Regions from separate parts of the Mus musculus genome. Here region 2 is linked to region 1. Evidence: chromatin contacts called from public HiChIP or PLAC-seq data. All regions are on one chromosome and are shown on one strand. The core of a region is the stretch at or near the end of the contact, and the rest is flanking DNA. Distances in the headings are between cores, read along the strand shown. Region 1 overlaps Kif1b (kinesin family member 1B). Region 2 holds the start of Rbp7 (retinol binding protein 7, cellular).

Region 1 (4,833 bases), core at 799-3,298:
TGCAATGGCCTGCACAGCCACACGAAGAAATCCCCGGACTTCCCCCTTCTCACTGACAATGGCCACCCTGTGAATCAGGGGCACCGGATACAGCAGGTTGCTCAAGTACACAAATGCCCTGTAGACAGAACCCAGAGACAAGCATCAGCAAATCTGAGGAGGAGGCGGAGGGCTTTCTGCCTCCCCAAACTCAACTGGCTTCTGGGCCTTTTAAGGTCACCTCTGAATTCTGATCTCTTGAATTGCTTCCAGGTGTGTTTTCAATACATAATCAATACAAAAGCTAGTGCAAAAAGCATGGCAGAGCAGCTGACAAAGACCAAATCACTCTACAAAAAGCTGCCCCACTGGAAGAAGAGTGACGAGTAAAGTGAAGGCTCGCGTGCTGTGGGCACCGCCCAGGACAGGGGAGCCCACTGAAGAGCTTACTCTTCAGAAGTGAAGATGCGCCAAGAGATCTGGCGCACACACAACAGAAACCAGGAGGTGAGGGCAGGGAAGTGTGAGTGAAGTGGTTACTAGCACTAAAATGGACTTTACATCCCAGCACTATGAGTCTTGTTTGACTTAAAGGACTATTAAAGGTGAGAACCAGCCACGAAGGCAGAAAGCCTGTGTGGCCAGATGTGTCTGTGAAGTGAGTTTGCTGGAGACTGAACGGGAATTAAGATAAATCCTAAGATGACTCAGCTGGCCCTGTAGAGTTGGCCTTTGATCCTCAAACCAAAATCATAAACAAAAGGGAATTGACAGGTCTCTCCTGCCTCCTTTTATTTCCTTCTCTGGGGCCCTAGGGGGAGAGACTTGGAGTCTCACACTTAGCTATATAAGTCCTCAACACTCAGCTACAAACCCAGCCCTTCTAATGAGACAGGGTCTCACTAAATTACTCAGGCTGGCTTTGAGTTCACTCCGTGGCTTAGGCAAGCTTTAAATTCTCAATCCTTCTGTCTTAGCTTTCCTACTAACTGAGATTACAGGCCTGAGATACCAGACCTGGCTGACACTTGATATATTTCTAACAAACTAGACAAGTCCTACCATGTTTGTGCTTTTAAAAGGTTCATTAATTTGTAGAAATTCTTTTTTTTTTAATTTAATATGCTCTTACTCAACTGTATATACATGTGTGCGTGCATGTGTCTGCTTCTGTGTGTGTGTGTGTGTGTGTGTGCCCGCGCATATGCACGCGCGTGTGTTTTGCAGGTGAGGGGATAATGTGCACACAGAGCGTGGAGGATGGAAAACAGCCGTGGAAAGGTCTGTACTTTCTTTCTACCATGTGAGTCACATGCACCAAAGCCAGGTGGTTGACATGGTAGGAAATGACGTCAAAACTGAGCTCTCTCATCTGCCTTATTCATGTGTTTTAAAGCAGTTAGAACTAAGTAGTCACAGATCTTAAGTGCTCTTGTTTCAATGGTAGAAAAGTGGAATTTAATTCCTACTGTTCCCCTGGTTTCTCACTTGGTATATGCTGATTTTTGTACATTAAAAAAAAAAAAAGACAAAGAGAAAATACCACACCAGGAAATTTAACATATCTAACCCAGACACACAGCTGTTTGCTGCATTCCTGTCCTAACATGTATTTATGTTACAAGGAGAGAAGAATGAAGGAGTAAAAGCCTGGGATTTCAACTCAAAACAACAAAAGCAATTACAAAATGGGTAAAACGCATCACAGTAATAACATTTAGGAACACAAATGAAGTATGAATGATAAGCGAACAAAAATAGCTGCAAATGAACAGGAAATAGTATCATGGTGTGCAATTCCCTTTCAGTCTGCTCCAAAGCAAGGGAGGGAATGGTAACACAGAGGGTTAAACTTCGGTTCAACAGAAACTTATGCATGAACATGTAATCTAGAGAGGATTACAAGCAGGGTCAAACACCACTACTGTGACTGAGTTTAAAAAACTAAGAATTAGGCATATGGAACCAAATGGCTGATTTCACTTCCAAAGTCAACACACACAGAGGGCACTCCCCTGCCTCAGGGGCATCCAGTCAGAGCCACCCTTTCAGTGACTGGACCAGTAAGAGCCCTGTAGTCCTCTCAGCACTGATGCTCTCTCTGCCCGGGCTCTGATCTCACTGGAGATCCTCCCAACACTGTGGCTCACACAGCTCTGTTTCCACAGTGGTGCAGTGTGCACTTGTGTGATTATTTCTTGGTATCTTCATCACTCGCCAGACTAAGACTGGGAGGACGTGAACCATCTCTGGTTTTGCTTACCCATCTGCAGAGGGCGTGGCTTACAGTAAATACACTCAATAAATGTTTGGTAAGTGAATATGTATGCAATTAGAAACCAGGAATGTGACCTGTTACTTGTCCTTTATCTTTACACAGAAGTGGAAGGCTTTTCAGAAAAATAGGTCCTGCAAGGGACGGAAAGCAAGCCATCTAACTTTACACTAGGATGATTTTTCAAGAGTAAAGTTATGATGGAAATTAACTACACCGAGCACTTAGCATTTCTGCCATTCCTTAATTTTACTATGTTAAGTATAATTATCAGGGAAAATAAAAGCACTGTTATGCCTATGTTTTGCAGGACCTTGACAGGTCAGGCAGTGCCATCAGCCCAAGGATTATGAGTTTTTAAGAACACACATCCACAGGCATATCATCATATCATCATACAAATAATGCTGGACCGCACACTAAAGGGGAGGAAGCCTGCTACCCATGGCAAAGGCTTCCCATACCCAGCAGCACTGAAGGCATTACTGGACACTTCCAACTTTAGGGACGAGTCTATGGCAAGGCAGAGGCACCCGGCCTGTGATGCATGGACGCACTCACTAGACAGTTCTTTGTCGTGTTAACAGAATACAGCCTTTAGCCCAACGCTGTATCTAGCATCTCCTGTGCAGCTTTTACACGAGAGCATCATGATTAACTCTGTAGGGAACATCCTTATACTTTGACCTAGCAGACTGAAGGAGAACCGGGATGAGAGGAGGGAAGATGGAAAAGATACATTAGCAGAAAATGATGTGAAGTTACATCAGTAAGAAAAACTAATTTGTCAACATAAAGAAAGTCAGCATGATTATAGTGACACTCGAGGAAAAGAGGTCAATGTAGGTACTGAGGACGGTCACAGACTAACCATTCTCTGCCCCCTCTGGCCCAGAGACTAACACACATTTTACATTTCATCCCAAGTTATGATGATGGATCATAACATCCCAGCATGCCATAGAGAGTGGCTAAAGGGACAAGCTCTTTTACTCTCGATACAAAGATTCACCAGAGGCAGCCGTGGCCAAGAAGCAAACCTATAAATGGAATTCAAAGGAAACATGCAAATTTTTATAAGTGAATCATAGTTGTATGCCAATATGGATCGCTGATAGCGGGAATTACAGGGCCAGGGGTTACCCCGCTAACACAGCGGGAATTACAGGAACAGGAGGTACCCCGCTAACACAGCACCGCCCATCACAGCCATCACCACTGCACCGCTGAATGCTGCTGCTCTTCTGGAGAAATATGGCTGAGGGCAAAAACGGAGAACTCTTCTTCCCTTTACTCACTGCTGTTACCTCACCTTCTCCCAGTATCTTGTGTGGTGATAGGAAATCAGCACTGACTTCTCTCCAGCCACATCACCAAACCTCAAGCCCCTTTTTGAAAGACAGTGTTAGTTCTAGAACCCAGAAATCCAAACAGAAAAGTCAACTCCTGAGGCCATAGCTCCGCAAAAGTCCACACGTCCTTCAACCTAGTGAGTGGCCCCATTGGGGAGGAGTCTGCCTCAGCGCTTTCACAAAGCTGACCTAAGATGCAAATGCTCCCAAGACGGAGTCTTTTTTTTTTTTCTCACTATGTAGCTCTGGCTCTTCTGGAACTCACTATGTAGACCAGGAGTTTGAATAGGAATCTGCCCGCCTCTGTCATGTGCCACTATGCCTGGTCCTAAGCAGAAGTATTAATGGCTACATTCATTTTGCTAGTATGGGTAACAGAATATAAATGATGAAGGGAAAAAGGATTTCTTAAGACCCTTCTTCCCTCCCCCAACTCATTTGAGTTGCTTGTCCTGAGTTAGCAACAGAGATGTCAGGACCCACTGTGTCAAGATTCTCCTGACCAGGCCACATAAGATGACATCATCTACTCCTCACACTGTGGTGCTGTAGAAGACGGCAGACAGACATGACTAACTGCCACCTTAGAATAGAATGGAAAGCCGGGCAGTGGCGGCACATGCCTTTAATCCCAGCACTTGGGAGGCAGAGGCAGGCAGATTTCTGAGTTCAAGGCCAGCATGGTCTACAGAGTAAGTTCCAGGACAGCCAAGGCTACAAAGAGAAACCATGTCTTGAAAAACCAAAAAAAAAAAAAAAAAAAAAAAGAATAGAATAGAATGGAAATACATTGAGGGACACAGAAATCTAGAAAATGAAGCACCATTTGTACATACTTTTCTTAATTTTAATATAAATAAATTGACTTCTCTAAATCCTAATACTGGCAATCCCACAAGCAAACAACACTTGTGCTCATGTAATCTCAGCACATTTGCTCATGGAGGACTGTGCGTAAACTGCAGACTGCCTTATTAACTTAGGTGCTCACTTCTCTGAAAGCTTTCCTTTCCACTCTTCCATTATCTCCTACAGTGAGTCCCCCTAGGTGTCGGATACCACGTGACAACCAGGCTTTAGTCCTGTGTCTCTGCCGTGTGAGGAGACTCACTGCGCTGTTGTGCAGCCGGTGCTGAGCATCCAGCAGTGACAGAGCCTTTATTGTAAAAGGGCTCAGCATTCTGTGCTTCTTATGCATTGTTAATCCTGATCTTTTTGTTTTGTTTT
Region 2 (4,889 bases), core at 2,021-4,520, 240 kb after region 1:
GGGACAGAAGGACCTGGAACACACAGGACAAACTGTCTTCACTCAATCCCGGAGGCCCGAGGCCTTGCTCCCCAACCTTAGCTCCCCCTAGCTGCACAACCCTAAGTCCTACCCAGGGCCAGCATGTAGCCCTCGAAGTTGTCGCTGCTGAGAAGATTCCAGGTACCGCTGAGGTCTGCTGGCATGGTTTGGTGTCTGTCCGCAGCCAAAGCCCAAGAGTCACAGGCAGTGGTGCCCTATATTGTCAATGGGGCGAGGGCGGAGCCAGGATGGAGCCCAAGGGGACTGCAGGAGGGGACAGGGAAGCTGGGGGTGTGGAGCCCTGGCTATCCCTCCTTCCTTCCTTTCCCACGTACTCCTGGCTCCATCCCTTCTCCTGCCCCACCCTACCTTGGCAACCTCTGTTTCCCTTGTGACTCCCTCCTTTAGTTTAACTTTAAACACCTCTGAGCCCAGGGTGTGACCCAGGTCATCCCTTATTCTTAGATGTTAATAACTAAACGAATGGCTTTCAGCTCCCAGCATCAAATACTGACTGGGTCAACATAAATGTTTAAAACCAGCTGTTCTCTGATTTACACACGCATGCCCACACATACATCAATGTATATGCAGCACCTAGCCATCCTAATAAATAGGAACTCATTTATTTGGGGGGGGGTTTCAAGACAGGGTTTCTCTGTATAGCCCTGGCTGTCCTGGAGCTCACTTTGTAGACCAGGCTGGCCTCAAACTCAGAAATCCACCTGCCTCTGCCACCCGAGTGCTGGGATTAAAGGCATGTGCCACCACGCCCAGCTCTTTTTTTTTTTTTTTAAGATTTATTTTATTTATTATATGTAAGTACACTGTAGCTGCCTTCAAACACCAGAAGAGGGAATCAGGTCTTGATTCAGATGGTTGTGAGCCACCATGTGGTTGCTGGGGTTTGAACTCAGGACCTTTGGAAGAGCAGTCAGTGCTCTTAACCGCTGAGCCATCTCTTTAGCCCAGGAACTCATTTCTTTTACCCTGCTCAGGTTAGACCAGCTGGTCAGACTTGACTGTGTGTTAGCTGGAAATCTGTCCACACTTGAAAATTGAGGGCCAGGGGTTGGAGAGATGGCTCAGTGGTTAAGAGTACTGACTGCTCTTCCAGAGGTCCTGAGTTCAATTTCCAGCAACCACATGGTGGCTCACAACCATCTGTAATGGGATCTGACACCCTCTTCTGGTGTGTCTGAAGACAGCTACAGTGTACTCACACACATGAAATAAAGAAATAAATCTTAAAAAAAAAAAAAAAAAAGAGCTGAGGGCTGGGTCTGGTAAGCTATAGGCTCTTTATGGACTGTTAGGGATCCCAGATAGCATGGAGGTTGAGTTCTCTAAGAGTCCCAAGAGAACCACAAAGGTGCTGCCCTGTGTCCTACAAAGCGATCTCAGAAGTTAGGTGACATCACTTCCACCAGAGTCCTAAACCTTTCAAAATTCAAAAGAAGGAAACTGGAAACCAGGCTGGAGACGCAGCTCAGTGACAGAGAGCTTGCACTGAGGCCCTGGGCTCTGTGTCTGCACCGTAAAAGCAAGCGGGTGGGTCTTAGTTTTGTTACCTGTTGCTGTGATGAAATACTCATACAAAAGCCACTTATCGGGGAAGGGATTGTTTTAACTCACCATTCCAAGTTATGGTCCAGCCTTGCAGGGAAGCCAGGGTCACAGGCACGTGAAGCTATCAGACATCCACAGTCAAAAGCAGAAATGCCTGCCTGTGCTGGGCCCACTCATGTCTCCTGTCACACACTCCAAGACCTAAACTCTGCCAACGGTACAGGGTCCTTCCACATCAGTTAACAGGCATCATGGACACCCATGGTGACACAGCTAGCACTGACAAAAACTCACAACTTTGTTAACTTTTTTTTTTCAGGTTGGCTGTTGTGGCACATATCTTTGATCCTAGCACTCAGGAGGAAGAAGCAGGCAGATTTCTGAGTTCAAGGCCAGCCTGATCTACAGAATGAGTTCCGGGATGACCAGAACTGCACAGAGAAATCCTGTTTTGAAAAACCAAATAAAACCAAATCAATCAAACAAACAAAAAAACAAAAAACAAAAAAACCCCAAAAACCTGTTTATAATTTGCATATGTTTTATGTCTTCTCCCTCTCTGTCTCCATCTCCCTCTCCCTCTCCTAGTCCATGCCTCGTCCATTTCCCTGTTTGTTGACTGAAAGGCATGACTGTGGGTTCACGTCATTTACCATGACAGTGTCCCCGGGTCTTGCACTCTGCCCAGCAAATGCTCAATAAATGCTTGACTGACTGACTGACTGACTGACTGACTGACTGAATGTGACCTTTTCCAAGGGAGAAATGCCCTTTGTATTGAGAAGCCAAGGTGGGATCAACTTGCTCAGAAAGAGCGTTTGAATCTCTTACACCAAATGGCATAGACATTCCTTGACCTTTGAGGGATCCATAACTGTGAACTCTGCCCAAATTTCTGGAGTCTGGAACAGGACGCATAAAGAACAGTAGCTACGCCTTCCGGTTCCGGCCTCACGCGCTCCGCTGTGACAACATGAAACTGCTCACCCACAATCTCCTAAGCTCCCATGTGCGGGGCGTGGGCACGCGTGGCTTCCCGCTGCGCCTGCAGGCCACTGAGGTCCGCATCAACCCCGTGGAGTTCAACCCGGAGTTCGTGGCGCGGATGATCCCCAAAGTGGAGTGGGCGGCGCTTGTGCAGGCAGCGGACACCTTAAACTTGGCCGAGGTACCCAAAGAGCCGACTGAAGGCTATGAGCACGACGAGACATTTTTGAGGAAGATGCACCACGTGTTGCTTGAGGTTGATGTACTGGAGGGCACCCTGCAATGCCCAGAATCTGGTCGTCTTTTCCCCATCAGCCGCGGGATCCCCAATATGCTGTTGAATGATGAGGAGACTGAGACGTAACCTTGCTAGCCGCCACTTTGGTATTTTGTTGACTGTGTGTTTCTGTTGTACGGTCTGTTAAATAGACGTGTCATGTGTGACCCCCAAACTCCCCCCAGTGACTCACCGACCACCGTGTACTTGAGCTCCATAGTATATTTTTTTTTCTCATTAAAGGTTCAAAACCAAAAAAAAAAAAAAAAAAAAAAAGAACAGTAGCTACTTCCTAACCTTAAGGATCATATTGTTCTAAAGCCTGGCCTAAAAATGAAAGGCACAGAAGTAACTAATAATACTCTTAGCCTTTGTGCCAGTTGCCCTGGCTTCGGGCCAGCTTGAGTAAAGGCCACCTATTCAAGACTGGACTGGACTGCTGCTGAAGGGGACGGAGCTTTGACTGAATCATAGGCTCCGGAATCACCTTCCTCCTGGTCAGTTCCAAGAGTTTCCCTCTAGGCAGGATCAGAAACTATCACTGCAAAGGAGAGGAGAGGAAAGAAGGACGGTATTTGCCTCCATACCCTGTGCTTAACACTAGGAACTCAACTATAAACTTCTAGACAAAGGCGAGGCTCTGAACCTATGTGTAGAACTCCTCCTCAACAGACACTGGACAGGAAATGACGAGGTCACATGGGTGGGAACTCTCTCTCACTTGATGGGGTTTGATGCTGATCCAAGAAGGACCTGGGAGCAAGAAGGTGATCTTCCCATCACCCCTCCCTCCCCTCCTGCTGTCAGGAGACGATACCACCAAGGCAAGGAGTATCTTTCGATTCCTTAGATAGCCCCAAACGAGTTCAAGGCTAACCCCATCTCTGCAACCTCATCTCCTGTACCAAGAATTGGTTTTAATTAAGGACATGAAATCTCGAATGATAATGGGTCACAGGAAAGATGTCTGATTTGAAGGAAGAGCTGGTGGGGACCCAGCCTCTCTCCACTTCTGAAGCATATGACTCACTCTCTGTGCCCAGAGCCCTGGTCACTCCCCTGCAGCTCACCAGGCACAGAATTAGGACACCCTGACTGGCAGGGACCGTGATAACTCTGGGGATTCATTCACACCAGCCCTGGATCCTGCCCTACATCTCTGCTTCTGAATACAAAGGGCTTTCTTGTTCAGGCCAGTCGGGGTTGAGCGTCCTACAGTAGAAAAATCTGACACAGACAGCACATAAAATCCAGGTATTGTCTCCTCCAGCAACTGTCTTGCCTTTGGCTACGACCTACAGCAGGGTGAAATTCTTTTGCAGGTCTGACTTAACTTGTTGCGGATGCACAAAGAGGAAGCTGAACAAAAGCTACTCCGCAAATACTGCTCTCTCAACAGCATCACGGTGGCTGGGAACACATGAGCTCGGTTTTGGGGACGCTGCCACTTTGAGTGGCACCCCTGTAAAACTTGTTGGTTGTGACAAAGTTTGAACCAACACAAAGAGCCTTGAGCCCCTCAATCTTGCTTGGCCACACTACTTAGGAGAGACCTCAGGGGAGCACCTGGGGAGCACTCAGGGAGCATTCAGGGAGCACACTGCTTTCTCATGAAGTTAGCGCTTCCTCACCGCAGAGGCAGCCTAAATGGAGAAAACCCGTTTCTTTTGTGGGCTTTCTGTGTTATTTTTGGTGGCAAGAACAAATTGCACAAGACCTAGCCCCTAGTGAATTATTTTATGACTAAGTCAAGGTGTCAAGCAGTCCAGGCTAGCCTTGAACTTGTAATCCTTGGAACTACTGGGATGATAAGCATGCACCAGCACTTATGGCTGTGTAAATTTTAAGTGCCCAACATATTATTGCTGACTACAAGTACAGTGTCCTATAGGAACTCTCTAGATCAGCAGTTTTTAAACCTGTGGGTTGCACAGCCCCTATAAAGATTGAATAACCCTTTCATAGGGGTTGCCTAAGACCATTGGAGAATACAGATATTTATATTATGAGTCATAACAGTAGCAAAATTGTAGTA

Evidence for each region. HiChIP or PLAC-seq counts read pairs in DNA pulled down with a chosen protein or histone mark.
Region 2: an HNF4G HiChIP or PLAC-seq map of pancreatic cancer cells shows a contact between it and region 1. The contact joins two enhancer-like sites. A contact is called at or near these places in 2 of 39 promoter capture datasets (liver and neural stem cells), 3 of 115 datasets of contacts at active chromatin or transcription factors (bone marrow-derived dendritic cells, microglia and pancreatic cancer cells) and 2 of 9 other capture datasets (adipose tissue and embryonic stem cells).

The regions. Positions count from the first base shown.
Region 1 is chr4:149,214,908-149,219,740 of GRCm38.p6, forward strand. Kif1b (kinesin family member 1B) reads right to left here. Exons shown (of 49, transcript NM_001290995.1): 28 at 1-118. Among named protein-coding and RNA genes, the nearest start is that of Pgd, 51 kb to the left of the region's middle. Within about 2 kb of position 2,049, at least 37 of the 459 cell types and tissues checked have an H3K27ac peak or open chromatin away from gene starts, as enhancers often do. A contact at or near this core is called in pancreatic cancer cells, where this site is marked.
Region 2 is chr4:149,454,766-149,459,654 of GRCm38.p6, forward strand. It overlaps Rbp7 (retinol binding protein 7, cellular), which reads right to left and starts at 203. Exons shown (of 4, transcript NM_022020.2): 1 at 113-203. The coding sequence starts at 185. It also overlaps the pseudogene Trmt112-ps2. Within about 2 kb of position 3,271, at least 35 of the 459 cell types and tissues checked have an H3K27ac peak or open chromatin away from gene starts, as enhancers often do. A contact at or near this core is called in pancreatic cancer cells, where this site is marked.